Regions from separate parts of the Mus musculus genome. Here all the other regions are linked to region 3. The links are chromatin contacts, called in public Micro-C and promoter capture Hi-C maps. All regions are on one chromosome and are shown on one strand. The core of a region is the stretch at or near the end of the contact, and the rest is flanking DNA. Distances in the headings are between cores, read along the strand shown.

Evidence for each region. Hi-C and Micro-C count contacts between places; a contact is called where the count stands out from the background. Capture Hi-C pulls out chosen DNA fragments and counts their contacts.
Region 1: a contact with region 3 is called in a promoter capture Hi-C map of adipose tissue, with 3 times the contacts expected there. The contact joins the promoter of Naa35 here to the promoter of Hnrnpa0 in region 3. A contact is called at or near these places in 2 of 39 promoter capture datasets (liver and pre-B cells), 1 of 484 Hi-C or Micro-C datasets (B cells), 8 of 115 datasets of contacts at active chromatin or transcription factors (astrocytes, embryonic forebrain, embryonic stem cells and 5 more) and 2 of 9 other capture datasets (adipose tissue and liver).
Region 2: a Micro-C map of the G1E-ER4 cell line shows a contact between it and region 3, with 11 times the contacts expected there. The contact joins the promoter of Smad5 here to the promoter of Hnrnpa0 in region 3. A contact is called at or near these places in 9 of 39 promoter capture datasets (the 3T3-L1 cell line, 3T3-L1-derived adipocytes, the C10 cell line and 4 more), 4 of 484 Hi-C or Micro-C datasets (B cells and the G1E-ER4 cell line) and 4 of 115 datasets of contacts at active chromatin or transcription factors (embryonic stem cells, large pre-B cells, pancreatic cancer cells and 1 more).

The regions. Positions count from the first base shown.
Region 1 is chr13:59,583,750-59,586,758 of GRCm38.p6, forward strand. It overlaps Naa35 (N(alpha)-acetyltransferase 35, NatC auxiliary subunit), which reads left to right and starts at 1,584. Exons shown (of 23, transcript NM_030153.2): 1 at 1,584-1,710; 2 at 2,404-2,532. The coding sequence starts at 2,409. A230056J06Rik (RIKEN cDNA A230056J06 gene) reads right to left here and starts at 1,474. Exons shown (of 2, transcript NR_045633.1): 1 at 1,376-1,474.
Region 2 is chr13:56,701,525-56,704,621 of GRCm38.p6, forward strand. Smad5 (SMAD family member 5) reads left to right here and starts at 1,486. Exons shown (of 7, transcript NM_008541.3): 1 at 1,486-1,607.
Region 3 is chr13:58,127,165-58,130,161 of GRCm38.p6, forward strand. It overlaps Hnrnpa0 (heterogeneous nuclear ribonucleoprotein A0), which reads right to left and starts at 1,392. Exons shown (of 1, transcript NM_029872.1): 1 at 1-1,392. The coding sequence starts at 1,149. The coding sequence ends at 232.

The DNA of each region.
Region 1 (3,009 bases), core at 334-2,833, 1.5 Mb after region 3:
TTTTAAAGATTTATTATATTTATGGGTGCACTGTAACTGTCTTTAGAGACACAAGAAGAGGGCACCAAACCCCTTTACAGATGGTTGTGAGCCACCATATGGTTGCTGGGAATTGAACTCAGGACCTCTGGAAGAGCAATTGGTGCTCTTAAACACTGAGTCATCTCTCAAGCCCATATATCCTCTTATTTTTTAAAAAGATCTATTTATGTGTCTACTTGAGTGTACAGCACCCGTATGCCAGTGCACTTCTGGACCACACTTACAGGTAGCTGTGCTACCTCCAGTGGGTCCTGGGAATGGAACTTAAGTTCTGTGGAAGAACAGGAAGCACTCTTAACCTATGATCCATCTCTACAGCCGCCCCCTCCATGAATCTTTATCAAATTAGTGTTTGTCACGCCCTTATACACAATATTGAACAAATCAGATGAACCCTGTTCACATTTTTCTAGGTTTCTTCTGGAGTCTCAAAAGGTCATTAAACCAGTTTGTGCGATTTCTTTACTCATTCTCCTCTTCTAAGGAGAACTAACTACATGCCTTACGTTTTTAGGGCAATTTAAACGAAAACAAAGTTCTTGTCCTCAGGAAATACACTCCATGGGGGAAACAATTTTTAAAAAATTTAAACAATCAACATGAAGTCCGAGGATACAGCCCAATGACAGATTGCTTGTGTACTCTTACTGAGTGTTAGCTCTCAACCCTGGGACAAATGCTAACGGAGATACCTATTTAACATGTATAGGCGGAACGGAACGTTCTCCTAGAATCCCAGTCTCTACCTGGTAGAAGCTATGGCTGGCATACCCGGCCCCCTTACTCCAGCACAGGGGCTGGGCTGCACTGCCCCCCAGCTGCCTTCGCAGACATTTTGGTTACCTGGTTCTTCTCTTACCCCTTCCCCTGGCCCCTTGGTCTCCCCGCTCTCCTCTCTGCTCTCCTCCCGTGAGCCGGCTCAGGGTCACATTCCCTCTGGACCCTTCTGGATGTCTGACTCTGGCTATGCTCTCCTTCATACCTACACTCAACCTTCTCCTCCACCATACTTAGAAGCAGTCGTGTCCTTTTTAAATATTTTTATTTTTTCATTAATTAAAGGACCTGGGTTCCTTTCCAAACACCACCCACATCCACACCCAATCTACTTTATGTCAGGATTATTAAGATAAAACTAAAACATCTGAGTTTGGAAGAAACGTGCTAGCAAGCTCGATGTAAATGTCTTATTTTTCTTTCCTTTACAAAGTGCTTGCGCGCTGAATGCAAGACATAATAAATAAGGTCAGTTTGCACAACCACAAAACAGCAATACGGCCGGCAGCTGGCCCCTCCCCGGAAGCCCTACCCCTCCCCTTCACCCTTGAGTCACCTTAAAGAGTTTCCCAGGAAGCACTCCAGGCTCCGCCTCTCTCTGGGTTCCGCCCACGGCCGGGTCTCGGCCGGAGGGGAGGAAAATGGTGCATGGTTTCCGGTCTCGCGATGTGCTATAATCCCGCGAGAAGAGAGGATGCGCGCCTACCCGGATGCGGCGGCCTAGGTGAGGGAGGGGGCGTGGTCGGTGCGCGGAGTCCCGAAAGTCGGGAGCCGGGAGCGCGCGCCCAGGGCGTACGCATGCGTGCACGCGGCCGGCGGGGCGGGGCTGCGAGGGGAGGGGGCGGCGGCGGCGACGGTATTGTCGGTGTCGTTATCTCCGTGGCGCGGACGGTGCGTTTTGACGCGGGTGGTCGTGGGAAAGTATCCGGGGTGGCCCAAGTGGGGCCGGTACGACCCCGAAGTCCGCCGTGGCGGATCTCAGGGAGTGGGCACCGGCGGCCGGTTCCTCGCCGCGCCTCGGGTCGGAGCCGAGGGCGCGCGCCGGGAGGCCGGGCTGTGCCCGTGTCGCCCGGGCGACGAGGGCCGCCTGCTGCCGGTTCCCCGCGTGGACCGGTCTCCGCCTCGATCTCGGTCTCAGTGGCGCTCGGCCCGCGGTGGGCCAGGGTCTCTGCGGAGGCGCCTGCAGGGCGAGGCAAGGCCCTGGTCTTGCGAAGCCCGCCAGGTGAAGGATGCTCGGTCGCTGCCGAGCTTTGAGGGTGGCTCTGATTCCCGGAGGCCGGGCTTGACAGCCGGCGTCTCCGGACTTGTAGTCTTGGGCTGGGATGCTTGAAGATCTCTGGAGGGATTGGAAGAAGTTGTGAGTCCTGGCAAGTGCGAATCAGTGCGGGAGCAGCAGCCCGGTTTATGTGAGGTCAGGTTGCTCAAAGCTAGGTGGTTGGGTTTTGTTTGTTTGTTTTTGCAGAATTCAAAGGCGTTCTGCCTGCAGAGTTTTGGAAGTCTTTCACCCAACACTTGGGGCAGTTTTGCAGCTCCTGTGCCTGCCAAAGCTATATTCCCAGCCTCACACCAATGTTCCCTTTGCAGGCATCATGGTTATGAAAGCTACTGTAGACGACGATGCTTCGGGATGGGAGCTCGGGGTCCCGGAAAAAATGGAAAAAAGTAGCACAAGCTGGGTGGACATAACCCAGGATTTTGAAGATGCTTGTCGAGGTGAGTTTTGAATTTGGGGGCTTTTTGGTTCAAAGCCTGGGGCAGGATACATGAGGTTTTCTCAACTTTGACTTAAAAAAAGAAAGAAAGAAAGAATAAGAAAAAAAAGAAAGACAACCTTGTGATTTTTTTTTTTTTTTTTTTTTTACTCAGATTTGTCGTTTTGTTTTTGAGAACGTGTCCTGTAGCCCAGGCTGACAATGTTCTTGTTGTGGAGATGACCTTGAGTTTCCTGCTCCTCTTGGATATTGAGATTACAAGCCTGGAGTATGATGTCAGGCTCAGTGTTGATAACCATACATTACTCTGCTCTTTGCTTTTTTACTTTTGGTCTAAAGCAAATGTATATCGGGTAAAACTTTAAATACGGATGTTGGCGATTTTTTTAAAGAGAGATTTTTCTTTCTGTATTTGTACATATGTGTGAGGGTGCTCACACTTGAGTGCATGTGGATGGCAGAATAAGGCGTTGGATCC
Region 2 (3,097 bases), core at 236-2,735, 1.4 Mb before region 3:
AAGTCGGCTGCAAACATCAGTTCCGAAAAAAGGGCATTCTTTCAGTAGGGTTATAGGTACGTCTGGGAGTTGTAAATCCATGCCAGGCTCCAGAAGCCATGCCTTCCAAGGGCCGGTAACAGCAAAGACTTAACAGCCAGGAATCAGTAAGCCAGGCAGTGTTGGCGCATACAGAGTCCTCCTGCGCAGAGTTTATGATGTAGTAAAGAAGTTTAAGATGGAGACCTGAGATTGCACACTGATGGCCTGTAGGCTATATTGGGACCATGGGCTTGTTTTGTTTGGCTTGTACCAGGGTGAGTCTTCTCAATGTCTAAAAAAGAGAAGGGGAGGGCAGGTCAGGGAGCCCAGGAAAGAGACAAAGAGGCAGCTGATCAGATAAATGTGTGATTTCCTTTTAGTATAGAAAAAGATGCATTTCCAACTTTCTTCGAAAAGCCAGAAGATCTGCCAATAATGGGCGGACACTGCCACATTTCTTCCTGCGGATGGTTGGCTGCAGTCACAGCTGCTGCCTTCCCTTGGTGCTCTCTCTCTAGTTCCCCAGCTCTGGCCGGATTCTCACCTATCACCCTTTGACATGGCTGCTTCCATAAACGCCTCCTCACGGCATTTATTTAATCTCTTCCAAATAGAAACAAGCCGTTGGAGTCTGGAGAAACATGGAAACCGCCGCATTTGTGTGTCAAGTGAGGTGACCCTGGTTCAGGCGGAGGAGGTGGTAATAAAAGTGAGGAGAAACTGTCAGAATTAGGGATCTACAGAATTGATATTGGAGGATGGGATTGACTGGGAAAGGTTAAAAATAGTTCCAATTTACTCAAAAAGAAAACCGGTGTGTGTGTGTGGGGGGGGGGGGGATCAGTTTTAAAGACCTTTAAAAATAAACACGAAACTATTTTAAAAAGCTTTCCCTTGCTGTCCAAGCTGACCGTTTGGAGGGGAAGAGAAGCCAGACAGCCGGATTAGTACAGAGCTACCCTGTAAGACAGCTCGAGCACCTCTAAGCCTCCACTTGCTGAAGCCTGAGAGCTCAAGGCGCTCCCGGCTTCCAGATGTGGGGCGGTGTCCCGTGAACAGCTGGGACTGTGTCCTGAGAAATGGCCACTCGTCCTCAGCTCCGGGTTCAGCACTATCTCCACCTGCAGAGGATTTTCCCCCTTTGGGAGCAATATTAAGGCTACATCTAGTAAGCTGTGTGGTATCTGATGCTCAGCCAGAGGTCTCTGTCTCTTAGGGTTTCTATTACAAATCAATGAAAACGGCGAAGTTGTAGCTGAAGATACTTTTTAACGCTTTAGATTGGCTAGAAAGGTCTCCAGCTCTCCAGAGCGAGGACGACCGTTTCGCTATAAGGCGGGTGAGCTTGGCTAACCCAAGTGCCACTTCCAGGCTCGCTGCGGACAGCAGAAGCCAGGCCTCGGCCACTCCCGACGCGCATGCGCCGGCCGCCGCGGCCCTCCGCCGCCGCCCCCCCTCCCCCTCATCATCCGGGTCCCCGGCGAGCGGGCGCCGAGCGCTTGTCCCGGGGCCGAGCTGCTAATAAAGTTGCGGCGCGTGCACAGCGCGGCGACGGCGTGAGGAGAGCGCGCCTGGGCGGCGGGGAGGTGAGTGAGGGGCCCCAGGGCGGGCGCTCGGGGCCCGGCGGAGGGACAAGCGCCGGCGGCAGCGGCCCGCGTGAGGCTGGAGGCCTAGAGGCTCCCCACGCGGGACCTGACGGCACGGGACGGGGCTCCGCGCAGCGCGGGAGGCCCCGGTGCTAAGGAGGCCCCGCGCGGCCGACGAGGCCGGCGCGGACGAGGCCGCTGCCACCTCGGCGCGCCACCGACGCCCGGGCCCGCGCGCGGAGCCGCGCAGGCGGCCTAGGCCGAGCGCGCGCCCCGCCGCTTTGTGTCTGGGAGATAAGGATCCGCGCTTATCGGTGGGAATTACACTCCGGCCAGCCGGCTGGCGGCGACCCGCCCCTGCGCCCGCCCGCCCGCCCGCCCGCCCGCTCGCCCGCCCGTCACTCTCCGGACGTCGCAGAGGCTCCCTCGCTGCGCTAAACTTTGTGTGAGGAAGCGAAGCAGCTTTTGTCTCTGCCCCGGTCCCGGTGGTTCCCTTGGGCATGCGTGCCCAAGTTCAGACTCCATCCCCTCCCCCTGCCCTTTCTCCTCTGCGCTTCTGGCTGCGCCGAGCCGGGAACCCTAAGCTCTGGGAACTTCCCCGGTGGCGGCCGTCTTAGGGTCAGAGCATGCTCAGTGGCCCGGACTTTTCGGTTGCAGAAGGAGCTGGCGGGGATGGTCGAGGTATTTGGAGGTGTGCCAGCGATCCGAAGCGTGTCTCTGTGTGTGTGTGTGTGTGTGTGTGTGTGTGTGTCCGGTTTGTGATGGCCCCGGCGAAAGGAGTCCCGGCCAACCTGGAAGGCAGGAACGGCCGAACACTGTAGGCTAGATCTTTATCTTGATCGTAAAAGACAGTGTTTCCTGAGCAGCTGGAGGGGGGTGGGGGGTGGGTATTTCTGGCTGCTGCTGCGTTTAGATGGGTGTGGTGCTAAGTATATCTTGTTTATCTTTCTGTGGAAAAAGTTTTGAAGTCTGGTGGAGTTGATCACATCATGCCTGTTGCCTAGCACTATCAAGTGTATGCCTACCTAGCAACGGACACTGGGCGATCAATGGAATTTGTTGGTTGCTTTGACAGAGGCTAAGCGAAAGGGTACATGTGATTTCTTTTCTTTCTGACAGGGTTTTGCTAGGCAGACCTTGAACTCTGGCCAATCCTCCTGCCTCAGCTTCCAAGTGCTGGGATTACAGGGGTGAGCCATCACCAACTCTGGCTGTGTGTTTCTTTTTTAAACAAAGAGTGCTTGGATTTTCTTAGTGTATGGGAGTTACCGTTAAAGTTGAAAACCCAGTAGGTTTAGAAACGCTTAGAGTAGTAGTTGAGGGTTTCTGCTAGATGCCAGCCCATAATGCCTGTTGTATGGAAACAGTTCCTCCATGGAGCAGGACGGTTTCACACTCAACTGCTCTATCAGAGCTTATGATCCAGATGAGGTTAGTAGCAGTAGTAACAAATCACATTATTCCTTTTACCCTTTTTGGTAACATTTTCC
Region 3 (2,997 bases), core at 142-2,641:
CTAGTATAAAAACGACCAAGGTCCAAGTAATAATAAAAAAATAGAGTCCATCAATGACTGTAACACAAAAATGTGTGTGTGTGGGGCCGAGTCCACCTTCAGGGGGGGTAACGGGCAGGCAAGCGGGGGGTGTCGTGCCCCCCAGGGTGAGCGGCTTCCCCCGAGGGCACCTGGGGCGGGCGCGGAGGGCGACGATGGCCGCGCCCGCCGCCGGCATCCGGAACCCGGCTTCTAGAACGAGCCTCCGCCGTAGCCGCCGCCGTAGCCGCCTCTGTACGGTCCACTGTTGCTGCGGCCGCCCCAGCTGCCGCCGCCGCCGCCGCCTCCGCCGCTCTTCATCGGCCCGTACGAGGACTGGTGCTGGCTGTAGCTGCCGAAGCCGCCGAAGCCGTTGCCGTAGTCGCTGCCGCCGTATGAGCCGCCGCCGCCGCCACCGCCCCCGTAGGCGCCGTAGCCCCCGTAGCCGCCGTAGCTGTTGTAGCCGCCGCCGCCGCCACCGCCGCCCTTGGCCAGCCCGTTCTGGTCTCGGCCGCCGCCGCCGCCTCCGCCGCCGCGGCCCCGGCCTCCGCCGCGCCCGCCCCGGGCCGCCCGCGCACCCCCGCCGCCCGCGTGGATATCCTCCTTGGGCACCGCCTTCTTCACCTCCACGCGGTGGCCCTGGATCGGGTGGAACTTGACCACCGCGGCCTTGTCGGCCGCGTCGTGGCTCTGGAAGTAGACGAAGCCGAAGCCGCGCTTCTTGCCCGACTGCTTGTCGGCAATGATCTCCGCCTTCTCCACCGCGCCGAACTGCGAGAAGTGCTCGATCAGGTCGCCCTCCGCCACGTCGCCCTTGAGGCCGCCCACGAACAGCTTCTTCACCTTGGCGTGCGCCCCGGGCCGCGCCGAATCCTCCCGCGACACGGCGCGCTTCAGCTCCACCGTGTTGCCGTCCACCGCGTGCGGCGACGCGGCCATGGCGGCATCCGCCTCCTCCACGTTCGAGTAGGTCACGAAGCCGAAGCAGCGGGAGCGCTTCGTCTGGGGGTTCACCACCACCACGCAGTCCGTCAGCGTCCCGAAGGCCTCGAAGTGGCCGCGCAGCCCCGACTCACTCGTCTGCACATTGAGGCCGCCGATGAACAGCTTACAGAGCTGCGAGTTCTCCATGTCGGCCGCCCGGGCCCTGCCCCCGCCCTGCGCGCTCCGCCGCGTCGCCGTCGCCCGTTAGCGGTCGCCGAGGCCTCGTCCGAGCCCGGGCCCGGCCGCCGCCGCCACCGCCGGCGGGGAAGGGGCGGGAGGGGGAGGGAAGGGGCGCGCTGCCGGCCCGAGGGCGAGCCGAGGACGCTGGAACCCGACCGGGGCCGCCGCGGCCGCCACCTCCGCTCCCCTATCGGGACACCACACAAAGAGGCCGCTGAAGGCGCGCGCACCCTCCCCGCGCGGTGCGTCACAAGCGACGCCGGGACGCCGGCCAATCGCCTGGCCGCTCGCCTTGGTCCCGCCCACCGCGCCGCAGCGCCGCTCTCGGTCGCGGCCTCCCCGCCCTCCGCGGTTTCCCCACCACCCCGGTCCGGGCCTGGGGCTCCTCGGCGACCGCCGCTCCTTCCGCCTCCGCGCTCGCACTCGACGCGGGGCCGCGGGGCCGCGGGGCCCGGGAGACCGCCCGCCAGAGCCCTCCGCGCGTCTCCGTGGAGCGTTTCCTGGCGACCGCGCGGCTGTTCCCGCAGTCGTCCCTCCCTCCCTCCCCTCGCCGGATGCCCAGGCCCAGCTCCGCAGTGGCGTTCGCGCCAGCCCCTTGAGGGACGTGACCTGCCGGCCAATCAGCGGCTGCTCCTCAGACCCACTTCCGTTTTCCGCTGCCGCGGGACGGGCGCGCTCCTCTCGAGCACTGGCCCGGCGCCTCCCGTGCGGAACCCTCTGTCGCCCGCACGCTTCGTCCTCGCGGGAATTCTGGCCGTTCCCAACGGATCAGCCCGGGTGGCCCCCGCGCGGACTTTTTAAAAACTTGACTGTTGGGGGCCGGCCCGCACCCGGCGTCGGCTCCCCTAGGGGCGGCACAAAGATGGAGGGCCTCGGCCTGACCCCAAGGCGGTTATTGGCCGTTTACGGTGGGCTGGTGGCTCCATTAATCCAATGCGACTCTTGCCCCGTGCCACTCTGCCCGCCGAAGCAAGCCCATGAGAGGGAACACCACCAAAGCCCTTGAGACCGGGTAACCCAGACCAGGCCCGAGCCAGGCCTGCGGTAGCCGCTGGCGATGCTCCGCCCTGTGAACTCAGCAGCGAGCTCCTGCGGACATGTTCCTTGCGAGCCACGCAGGATTTATTCGGCCCCATCCTTACACTGCTAGCCTTGAGCCAGGCTGACCTCGAACTCCCAAGCACTAGATTATAAGCATGCCCTATGAGATTTCCTATTTTTATTGCCTTCTCACCGCCATCCCAACTGTGGTTTGGGAATTAAACCCAGGGGACTTAACTAGAGTTGGAGCAGTGTCCCCCGACACGTCCTATCCCCATTCTGTCCCGTTACTTCTCATCTCCCTCATCTGGTGCACCCCTGTGACCTGCAGCCAGCAGCTTCTACTGGGCTGCCAGCTTCGTGAATATGAACAGCCATTTTGCCAACTTTATCCATATAACTAGATTTTAAAAAAAAACTGTCAGGGACTGTGCTTAGTGTTCACGGATAAGATCTCAATTTCTACAGTGTCTTAGGGTTGTAGAAATAAGGCAAGCTGGGAAGGAACGGCCTTATTTGGTTTACATTTCCAGATCATAGTCCATCACTGGAGGAAGTCAGGACAGGAACTCAAACAGGACTGGAACCTGGAGGCAAGAGCTGATAGAGGCTGTGGAGGGGTGCTGCTTGCTAGCTTCTAGCTTCACAGGGCTTGCTTCTCCGACTGCTTTAGTATAGCACACAGGATCATAAAGGATGGCCCTCACCACCCACAATGAGCTAGGCCCTGCCCCACTGATCACCAATTGAGAAAATGCCCTCCAGCTGAATCTC